Linked DNA regions of Dromaius novaehollandiae: region 1 is linked to region 2. Evidence: chromatin contacts called from public Hi-C data. All regions are on one chromosome and are shown on one strand. The core of a region is the stretch at or near the end of the contact, and the rest is flanking DNA. Distances in the headings are between cores, read along the strand shown. Region 1 holds the start of CHID1 (chitinase domain containing 1). Region 2 has its middle 25 kb from the start of MUC6.

Region 1 (5,879 bases), core at 2,334-4,833, 140 kb before region 2:
TTTCTCCTATCTTGAAAACGCAAGGGTTCAAATCTCTGTGAACAGAAGAACATAACAGCTTAAGAGAAATTCAGCTTTGTTGCCTAAGGAAAGCCAAGGGTTTATCTTACCTTCTGCTCTCAGACTTGAGAGTTCTGGTTTAACACTGCTTTTGCTCTGAGAGCAAAATAATAGTATTTTCAGAGTTTCCTAGACCCCAGCTTGAACATCATCTCTTGTTCTTTGTTTTACTAGCTATACCATGGAAAAAGGGGGGAGGGTACTTGCAGCTTTCCTTTTAAAGGATTCCTAATGAAGTATAAGGGTTCACAGCTGAAACTGAGATAGATGTCAGCTGCCTAGACTAATTACACTTCAGCCTTACCTTTTCTATAGCAAATCAGCGATACCATTTGTTTCCACTCCTGCCTAACCCAGCCAACAAGGCACAAGTTAATTAAGGGACAGAAAGAATTACAGCGATAAGCTTTTACTGTAATAGGTAACAACTTTGCTTTCAATCCCTTGCCAAATCAATGGTACACATAGAATTGAAAAAAAATAGGGGTCCTTTTAGTATAGAAAAATGACTTTGGCAGTTTGTCCCAGGTCAAGAGAAAAGACATGAGAATCAATTGAGAACAGTTCTGTTCAGTGTTATTTATCTATCAGACTACAATTCTCTCAAGAGAGGGATTTTCGAAAAAAATTAAAAAATAAATTATTCAAATACAGCCAGACAGACTGATTTCCAACCTCTCCTTATTCATGAGTTGCACTGGTTTCCCAATTTAGTTCCCTAAAAGTGGATAAGCAGACCGAGATAAAACATTTTCGCTTTAGGGGAAGTGGGGTGGAAGGAGATAAAATACCAGAACGGAGAAAAGTAACTTGCTATCGATTCTGGAAGTCCTCCGGATCGCACTGGGACTAGCTTTCACCTATAATTGATTAGCAGCTCTAGATATATACTAGCCTGCTTCTCATAATTCTGAGATCCTAATGGAGAAGAAAAAAAAAAACCTTAGCCTTCCCATAATTGCCTGAAGTTTTCTGTCAAACATATCCCCTTGTTCTTAAAAAATTTTCTCTTCCTGTATTATTTTGAAAAATTAATGTTTCCACCACTCACTCTGAAGATTTACTAATTCACTTCTTCAAGAGTTATAGCTACAAGACTTGCTGTTTTGTTGGCACTGATAAGAAGTGCTGCTCAACATTTGAGTATTTTGTTTCACACAGAACATCAAGTGAGGGATCCCACAGCAGCAGACCGTGCACTCCAAAGGAGTACTGTGGCAGTAACATGTTGGCAGAGAAACCTTAAAGGTTAAATGGGAGAGAACTCAATGAAACAGCAGTTATTTGAGACCAAGATGGGTACAGCAGAGATGAGATCAACAGCCCAATATACTCAGAATATTTGGACAGGGCTGGCTTAGCAGTGAAGGTTTGGAAAACCAGAGAGGTATGCTGCAGGAGTTAGGGATTTTGCAGGAGAATAGAGGGGAATACGTGATAGGGAACAAAGTAGGAGGATGATGTTGGAAAGAGTGCTTGAAAACAACCAATACCGCTAGCACCAAGAACAGAGAGCATCAAAAACCTCACATACAAAATGAGTTGAAGGAGTCAGTCAAGCCTTAAAGACTGGGGGGAGAGAGAGAAGAGAAAAAAAAAAAAAGCAAGTCTTCTAATGCTTCTTGGATCCAGGAAGTGGGGTAAAATGTAAATGGCTACACCATTTGAAGTTCATTATTATCAATAGTTAATGTGTTACCCTTCTACTTTGTCTTCAAGGTCACTAGTTATTCCCTTGTTTTCTACATCCTAAAATATTAGATAAAGCACATTGCTCTTGATAGTGTCTTCTCTGTTCCCTCTAGCCTGGCAGGATCTATACACTACTGCAGAGAGGAACAACTGAGAACCTGGACAGTCAATACAAGCCTTAACAACTTGGACAGGATATCAATTCTTCCAGAAGCTGATATATATTGATGTGGAGGTATGTGATTTCACTTTCAGAAACAATTAGCAATAGCACACACTTCCCTGAACAGAAGTTAGTGTTTAACAGCTGAAGCACATAAGTTTAAAAACCCTTCACTGAATTCTAATTAGACATCAAAATGGGCTCATTTCCTTGACATGATCATATCCACCTGCCAATTACCACAGGTCAACATTCACTCCCAGATCTATAGGAAGTGCTGAGCCTATAGCAATGGTTTCTGCCAGTGGTAGTTCAATATTGACTCTTGGCTGGAATCTTACTTTAATAATTTGCTCTTTAGCAACACCAGTTTAGCGAAACATAAGGAGACAATATTGCCCTATTACATGGTGGTGGACTAGCTGAACTCTTAACTGAAAACATAAGCATGGACTTTGAAAGCTTTACAAAAAATATACTTCCATCAAATTTGTCTTCAGCAAACTTTTCTTCTATAGTTTTTAATTCTGCTTATATTAACTTACTGAGTAGAACAGCATCAGCTTGGCATTCTTGATTCCTATCTGTACCACTGCAACATGCAAGCAGGATTAAATAGAATTTTGACTTACTCAGGGTCCTTATGCAACTGGAAAATTTAGGGTGCTGCTTTTTTTTCATTTTGTTTGTTTGTTTTGAGAAACTGATCTGAAACCAAGCTTTACCTCTAAGCCAGGTCACAAATGTTGCATAACTAAACTGAGTCTCCACGTAAGGTAGCGCCTCTTTTTACTCAGCTGTTTTAAATGTTTTTTTATTTTAGAGAGAGAAGAAAGCAGGCATAGATTTAGGCTGCCCAAAAGAAGCAACCAATGAAACTGAATAATCTCAGAGGCTGGCACAGTAGGTATTTGGAAACCAGAGTTAATGCTTATACTTTGTTTCTGAAGAAGAAAACAGCTATAGCTATTACTGTAGAAGAATTCTGTGCTAAATATCAAGCATCACTTAATAAAGCAAGCCAAGGAAGCATGTTGTTGATGGCATTCTTACCAAAACCCACAGAAGCTAGATCTAGGAGTGAAAATAAGCCTGTTTCCAGCATAAACCTCACTGCCTTTCCTCTGGTGATGTTACAGTAGGAATTACCCCCGCACTCTGCAGGAGCTCCGAGCCGCCTAGGCGCTGTAGGCAGCGCGGGCACCCCCGCAGCCCGCCGGGCGGCCGGGCCGGGCGGCCGGGCCGCGCGACACAGCCACCTCCAGCTGCGGCCTACCCGCGCCCAGCGGGCGGCCACGCCGCCGCGGCGCGCCCCGTCGCCACCGCTGCCGCCGCCGGGGCCCGGGCACCGCCTCGCCGCCCTCCCCCGGCCTCCCGCGGGGGCGCCGCCGCCGGGGGCAGCGCTGGGCGCCCGCCCGCCGCTGCCACCACCTACCGCCCGCTGCCGCCGCCGCCGCTGCGGAAGTGGGGGCGGGCGGCGCGAGCCGGCGGGCGGCTGCCGGCGGCCGTTGAGCGCGCGGGAGTCATCATGGCGCCGCGGCCCGCAACGGCCGGCGGCGACAGCCACCTCTAGCCCGAGCTCCCCCGCGGAGCAGCGCGTTTATGCCGGGCCACGGCCCGTAAGCGGGGCAGGCGGCAGCGGGCCTGGGCGACAGTACGAGCACCGGCCCGCAGAGAAAGCGGGAGGGGAGGGAGGGGCCGAGAGGCTCCTGCTCGCAGGAGAGCCGGTGAACCCAGGCTGAGCCCAGGCGAGCAGGAAGGGAGAGTCAAATCCCGAATGGCTTTAAAATACATGTTTTCTGTTTTGCGCTTCTACAGGGCGTGGTTTTAAGCTTATGTGCAACACAGCCATGCAGCTATTTTTACTGCCGAAATCTTGACGTAACCCTGTGATTTTATGGGCTGTTTATAGGAAGTAAATTCCATATTAGAAGACTTGATTTAAAAAAAAATGGTAGTGTTATCAACATCGGGATGCAGTGGAAAACCTAGCAGGTGCCGGCTTCCAACACAAGCCTTTCTGTGTGCTACTCCCTATCTCACTTACAGCTGGGTGCAGTCTCCCAAAAGTTGAACTGAAATCTCACCTTCCTTCCTCCTGATCTGTACTTTTCTCTCTCTTTCCCTCTTGCGTAATGAAGATCTTGTGAATACACTTCAGCACTGTAAAGAAAAATAGGAACGTTTTTACTCTGAACAAGTGTTGCTAGGGACACAGACATACAAACTCTCTGTGAAGTGCCAAGTACATCTGTATTTCTTCTGCACTCTAGATCATCCAAATTTAAATTCCCACAAGGAATTTCCTTCTGAAAGGAAACCGATACTGCTCCTATGTTTGGATCCACAACTGAAACACTAGTATCACACTTAGAAACCAGAAAGGAAATAAAATGTCTCATCACACTTTCTTGTGTCACTAAAACCCCTGTGAATCCCATATAGGCTTTCACTGAAGTGGTGCTTTTTTCTCATCTCATAGGACTGCTTAATAGGTGTTTTTGAAACACATTTTCATTTATATACTGTCTCAAATGGAAAAGGTACCTTGCGCTATCTAAAGTCATTTACAATCTACGGGACTCTGTTTTGTAAAATGCTCCCACAGACTTTAAACACTGCCAAGAATGTTCCACTTCCAAATAGCAGGAAGTACAGAGATAAGACATGATGGTATGAAAAAGCAGGTTTGTTTTCAGGCTCTCTAGAATGAAAATCTGTCATTTCCTGTGCTGTATTCCTGTTCGTACTCTCCTATTGACCCTCTTTGTTTTAGCTACAGTGGGACTGCTCCAAATGTTTGCTGCAGATAGTTGATGGGGTGCATGCTGCCACTGAGGGGACCTCTAGTTGCATGTAACAGAATCACAGATTTTTTCTCTAAGATTCCTGTCCTAAAGCCCAAGTACTTCAAGGCTGGGTGCCACAATGTTTAGCATCTCAGCACCTAAGTTTCCCCTATGTAACTAATTGTAACTCATTAAATTCTCTTTGCTTTTCCTGGCATTATACCTCATGTTTATTAACTCAGGTCTTCCTTTTTTTTCCTCCTCCCTAGAGATGAGAAGGGCCACTGAGCCATGAAGGCGAGCATTTTACATAAAAATGCTGATCAGCTTTCTGCTAGTTTTTTCATCATACTCTAGAAGTTAGTGATTTTTAATACCAGGTCTTTTTCTTTAATTCTATGTATTTGTGGCCTGCTCAAAGAGGCAGAGTTAAGTTTAATAATGCAGTATGCATGTCTGTGATGGACCATGTAGATTTTATTTGTTTGTTCAGTTTGTAAAAAGGCAGTGCCTGAGAAAGATAGCACACCTTGGGGAGAGCAGAACAGTGCTCCTTTCCTGAGGAATACCTATATATACTGGGGAAAGAAAAGCTTGGAAATAAAAACAGCAAAAAATGAGTGAAAGCCTGCAGCCTAAGGAGAAAAAAGGGTGAGAGAAACACAAAGACATCAGGGACGAAAGGAAAGAAAACTCATAGAACTAGGAGGAATTATGGAGAGTCCACTGCAACTCATAAAGACACGGAGCTGGCTGACACATCTACCAGCACACAGGTAGCAAGGGGGAGCTTGCTTGTACACCCTTTGTTGACCCTCGTTTTATCTTGTCTACTCTCTTTGAATTTATTTTAAAGCTTAAGCATTGTATTTTACATTTTAATATAAACCTGGCTTTTTGATTTTAAAATCATCTGGTCACTGACGAGCTCACTGAAAATAAAAGATCTAGGCGGATCCATCCCAAATTTCTGGAAGTTTGGGGTCTCACAATAGTGACATTATCCTAACTTTGTATTTCTTAATCTTGAGAGGGGTGCATGTGATATTCTGACATAGCGCGAAGGCATTGCTGATAAACCCATGCTCTGTGTTGATGGATAATGAATGTTAGATTTCAGATGGAGAAACATGATTGAGCATACTTGTGGAGGAGCTACTGGTCCTGTTTTATCC
Region 2 (5,688 bases), core at 2,468-4,967:
ACCTGTATTATTATTACTTTGTTTTGTCTTACTTAAATAGCCTCAGCCTTTTATTTGCGACTTCCGCATTCGTTGTGCCAGGACAAGCAGCATATGCAAAAGTGTGGTAGGAAGTAGTCTTCATGTCATCTCCTTCTTTCCGTCCTTGTTAAAGATCAGCAGTAGTGCTGCCTTCTACAGCTCACTCCCTGAGCTAGTTCTGCATACTCACATTACTTTTAATTTGCTCTTGTTTTTTAATTACAATTTCCTTAGGTGGCAGTAGAGCTCCCGCCCTTTCAGAATTGCCATTGTGTTGCTGCTCCAGGCATGTTATGATTCCAGAAAGTAAAACTCGTGCTTGCTTCCCTCTGAGAGTAGCAGTTCTTTAATATTTTGGCGAGAAGACAGTCTCTCCTTTAACAAATACAGTTGCATTGCAGTGGATTGTCGCAGCCAACATTATTTGATTTTACAATATGATGGCTGCTTCTTTTTTTTTTTTTTTTTTTTTTTTTTCCCCCCTGAGGCATGCTCTCAGAAACAATTGTATTTCCACCTAATAATGTCAGGTAGAAGAAGAAATTTAAAACCTTAGAAGAATCATTATTCTTCCATGTATCTGGGGCAAAAATGTACTGGAATAATTTAAATGAAATACTATAATTCTCAAGAATCACTCCAAATTAGATGACTAATTCTCAATGAATGTTACTTAGTTGTTTCATTACACTGAATCTGGAAGGTAAGTAATTGTGTGGGTAAGGGTCTGTAAAGTTTAATTCTGGATACTTGAAAAGGCATCTGGATATTTGAAAGGCATCCTGTTACTTTTACTTCAAAGAAATCTGTGTTCCCTAAACCAGCTTTGCCTGGTAGTATCCCAGAGTAACTTTCTGAGACAGGCTATTTGCTGATGATTGCGACAGGCTCCCAGCAGTTCTGCAGAACTGTGAACAATGCCAGGAGAGAAAGGTCATTAATGAGTTACAGTGCCCTCAGGTTAGTTTATTGTGAGTGACCTGGATCATGGTGCATGCTTTACAATGCAGTAGTTCGCAGTGTCTTATTTTGAGTGCCCACTTTGAAGTATGAAGGGATATATGCAGTGAAAAACCGATGGGAAACCAGCAGCTTGTGTACATTATTGCAGAAAAGTAAATAGCAAACTTTCAGAGGTCACAGACTGTTTTATCCCCCCCCCCCCTTTCAGGATTCTGGAATTTGGGCAGCCTAATTAGCTGACAGAGAAGCCAGTTAGAGGTCACATAGGGCATGTAACTGGCAACTGTCACCCTCCTAAGGGAACAAGCTTGGGTTTGTATTCTTTTAGTTTGCCCAAGAACACGGGGAGCAAACATGATGATGACGGGAGACTGATATTACTGTTCAGAGACTTCCTGCCCTTTCCTCCTTTCCTTGGTCAATGAATTCCTACCAGGGGAAGGTCCTTCATATTATTTTCCATTTTGTGGGCAATCTCTATTTTCTCAGCCCCACCACACGTTGGCAGTGAATTTTGACAGCATAGTGCTGCTTAATGTTTATTCAAACAGTTTCATCTTTGGAACACTGCATGAAGGCTGTCTGCTGCTTATACTTTACCACAGGGTTAGGGAGGCAAGCATTGTTGTTTTCAATTTATAGGTGATGAAAGAGGGAAGTGACTCATCCAAGATTGCAGAGCATATTGGCATACAGCCAGACGGAGAGCCCTTTGCACAAAACTGCCTCAGAAAATGGTACCTGTATTAAAGTAGTTAACCTTTTCTGTATGAAAGCAGTATCTTTCTGATCAGAATCACTTGGAATATACCTTTCAAGCCCCTCCTCCCCCCATAATCAACTCCATCCCCAAGTGGCTAACACGGGCTGACCCTCTGCTGAAGCTCAGGCTCCTGTCTACAGGTATGCTTTTGGGGTTTGTCTTCTTCCAGACTCAACCTTTTTATCCATCTTCACTGTCCTCACTATCCTTCCCTGTGCTCACTTGCTCTGTATCTGTTGAAATGAGGCACTTGCACCAGAGTGGATGGCTGCTAAGCGTGAGGGTAGGAGTGCGTCACGTGGGAGAGCTGCTTGACCTGGGTTCTGGGAGGTTGGGTGCCAAGCATCCTTCCTTTTAATCATGGGCCTTAGAAATAAGGACTTAATTTTAGAGGCTTTGTGTATTTCCCCTTGTCAGCTGATCTGTGACAGTCATGCTCCTAGTCTGTGGTAGTGCAAGGTAAAACAGTCTAGCTTAAGCTTAAATACAAATTGCTGTGTTTTACTGGGCTTTTCCATCAATCAGTTATTGTGGTTCCACTGTCGCAATTTATCCTGTGTCCTGGGGTCTATTCTTTGTTTTCTGGTGTCAGGTGGTGTGGCGGACTGATGAATGAATTTTTTGCCTTAAACATTTCTTGGTGCATGGGGTGCAGGCAGGCCACAACCCCGAACAAGCCATCTGTCCCTGGCGGAAACAGGACTGGGCTGCTGCGACCCCCGAGATGGTCTCCCTGCGACCACCTGGGACACACCGCGCCTGCACTGAACGAGACCACAATCGGGCAGAGACTCTGGGATCTGGACTGTAAATTATTGTCCGTTTTTAGCACAACTTCTATAAAACCTGCTTGGCATGAGTGGCTAAATTTGCTGAAGCCTTAGGCCGCACTCCCTAGTACAGTGAGAAAGGGCCCAGAGCTGCTGCAGGCGGGAATGATAAGGGCGTTACCAGCAATTTGCATTCCTGTGCACTGCTGAAACAGTGCTAATTGCTGGAGTTATCACCTTCTTTGTCAGGACCTTGAGAGCTAATGGCTGGACCCAAGAATGGAGACACACCTGTCAGCAGAAACGGCAACAGTAAATGGCCTACCTAGGGACAGTGATGAGACCCAATAAGGAGCAGGAGACCCCAGACCCAAATATTACTATTGGTCTGAACTACCACGTGAGGGGTGGGAAAACAATTTGAAAAAGCTATAATTGCCGAGGGATTTCTTTGTTTGCCCCCCCCCCCCCGCTCCCTCTCTCGGCCCTCGCTCCTGGTCCCTCGTCGGAGGCCCCCCAGCTTGAGCTGTGATTCGAGCGGAGTCAGTGGAACATCATCGGCCTCGGAGTGGTGGTAGCTAGCTTCCTCTCTCCTTTTCCAACTTTTCTCTATCTTTTCCCCTTACCCTTGTTCCCTTTTTCCCTTCGCCTCCCCCCCCCCCCCAAACACACACACGCCTTTTCTCCCCACTTCGTGGAAAATAAAGGTAAAAGGTTGTACGATATTTGACCGGTTTTAGCGTCTTAATCTCGTCCTTGGGATCGTAACGAAACCCTCCCGATATTGGATCGGGACAGGTGGGGGTAGGGATGGAAGAGCAGAATGGAGAAATGATGCCACTAAAGCTGCCTGTTGAGTAAACACAGTCACAGTGAGAAGATGGAGACAGCTGCTGCAGCAAGCACCAAAGTGCTGCAGTGGATCACTGAACACAGCTAATCACAGTGAACCACTGTTTTTGGACTAGACACACGGTTGCTTTCACTCAGCTGCAGTGGTTGAGGGGCTGCTTGTTTTAATTCAGCAGAATTGGAAGCCCCAGCTTTTGCCTCCACCTGCATAGTGGGTGCAGTGAATTTGCAGAGAGAAGCCAGGGTGCTTGCAAGGAGAGCTGAGTTTGTGAGTCAGTAGATTGCGTGAATGTGAGGACTGTTCCTTTAAGTGGCTCAGCTCTGGAGCTAGGAAGTCTGGGGAGGAGCTGCAGATCCTCCTGATCTGGTTTGCAGAGACAGATGGAACTGATTGCTCAAGCACTTTTGGCCTGGAGTGATCCTTAAGTATTTAAAATAACATGTTTTCTCCAGAACTGAGTAGGGAATTGGTGTTTCAGTGTGGTGAAAATTAGGCCTGATAGAGTCCTCTCTTCTGGTTCATTATATTCTTCTGTCAGACTAATTCTGGAAAATACACATTTTCATATTTTCACATGAACTGTTTTGTATTGTTGCTCCTCAGGATTACATAGCTTGTCCATTTCCTACCACAACTAACTATATTTCAGTGGTAGAGAAATAGTCATTTTAGAATACAGGAATTATTCCTAGCAGGAAGTGTGCTTTTTTCCCTCTTTCTTCCTTCTTGAAGATAGTTATCTTAATATTTCTAAGCATAAGAAAGGGCTGCCTGTATACTAATGGAGGAATTCCAGACGTCTGGATGAAAGGTGGTATTTAAATGGATTTTATTAAAAGTCTCTGCAGAAATGTGTGTTATATATATGAATATACACATTTACACAGAAAAAAATAGTTTAGGAACTAATTAAAAACTGACTTATGGTTTCTGTCTTGTATTAGCTTAATTCATTGGCTCCATCCAATCTTGAGATGCAATAAGCAAAAGAGTCATTTCAGCTGTGTGCATCTAGCTTTGGAAGCATGTTTCTTCAGCTTCACATGTGCATGCAGATTGTTTTTGTTTTGTACAGCTGGGAAGTCATTTCAGTGTTGAAAAACAGAAAACTGTCTGGTCATTTGCATCATGTCAAATTACATGTAAGTGTTAATGTAAAACGTTTTTGCACACTGTGTGTTAAAAGAACAATTCTGCCACTTCCTTGTTGTCCAGGCTGGGTTGTTAATATGGTTGTATGCTATCTTTCAAGAAATCTGGCAGCCCCAGGTGTTCACACCTCTTAGCTGAGTATTTGAACAGATTGAAAAGGGTACAGTATTTGTCAGGCTGTCATTTTATGATGGCTTTGTCTATTTTCACAGGCTCAGTTCCAGCAATTTCTTTGATCCATCGATGATATACAAAGCTCCAACTTCATTAAGTATAAGGTAGCGGAAGGTGTGCTGGTCTTCCCTGGAGTCTGTTCTTGGAGAGGAAGGGTACTCAAAAGCAGCAAAGTACACTTGGTATTTATGCAGTGCTATGGAACTGCTCCTCAATATTGCAGGAATGCTGTGAGGTTACATCCTTGGCAAAACATCAGGTATTTTCAGTGTTTAGATTGGTCATGCTCTGTCATCATTACTGAGGTACAGAACAAAACATCTGAATTCTAAGTACCTCAGGAAAGAATGTCTGCTTACAGTCTGTGAAACTGATAGTTGTTGACATTAAATATGGTGGTTGAGACACTGGATTATAAAATCAGGATGCAGAATTCCTGGGTGTATGAGCAGAAAATGGAGTCCTCCTTTAAGAGGTGCTATCTTGCAAATAGTTTATTTGTCTCTAATCATTGGTTACAAACATAATTTAGGTGATAGGTGTCACCCTTCCCAAAATAAATACATTTCTTCCTCTTTCACTGTTTATCATGGAGTGAATATAGAAGTTATTGCACAAAGTATCTACAAAGTTTGCTTAATTTGTGTGTTGTGAAGAAAACAAGAAATATCAGACAAATGGTTTTTCAATACTGCCAAAAATATGCTTTTCAATACTGTATATCAACCTAAAAACAGTATATCATAGTATTGTAATGCAGAGGGCAAGGCCTAGAACATATTCAAGAAATGTTATCTAGCCTTTATAAATAAAGCCTTGAGTTTCAGAGTGAGTGGTAGATATACTATGTCTTCTTTAAAGTAGCAGAGGACAATTTTTTAAAGCAAAAAAGACAAAACAATGTGACATTGAAGTACCTCATGCACTGTGACCATTTTTTTTACCCAGCCAATTCTGAGACCCTGTTTCTATTTCCTTGATACATATGTATG

What was found. A called contact is a pair of places that touch in the nucleus more often than the background predicts.
Region 1: a contact with region 2 is called in a Hi-C map of brain, with 7 times the contacts expected there. The contact joins the promoter of CHID1 here to the enhancer-like site in region 2. A contact is called at or near these places in 3 of 4 Hi-C or Micro-C datasets (brain, liver and ovary).

The regions. Positions count from the first base shown.
Region 1 is chr5:68,213,371-68,219,249 of bDroNov1.hap1, reverse strand. It overlaps CHID1 (chitinase domain containing 1), which reads right to left and starts at 3,583. Exons shown (of 13, transcript XM_064513170.1): 1 at 3,351-3,583; 2 at 1-35.
Region 2 is chr5:68,072,005-68,077,692 of bDroNov1.hap1, reverse strand. No RefSeq gene overlaps it. Among named protein-coding and RNA genes, the nearest start is that of MUC6, 25 kb to the left of the region's middle. Within about 2 kb of position 3,717, at least 2 of the 2 cell types and tissues checked have open chromatin away from gene starts, as enhancers often do.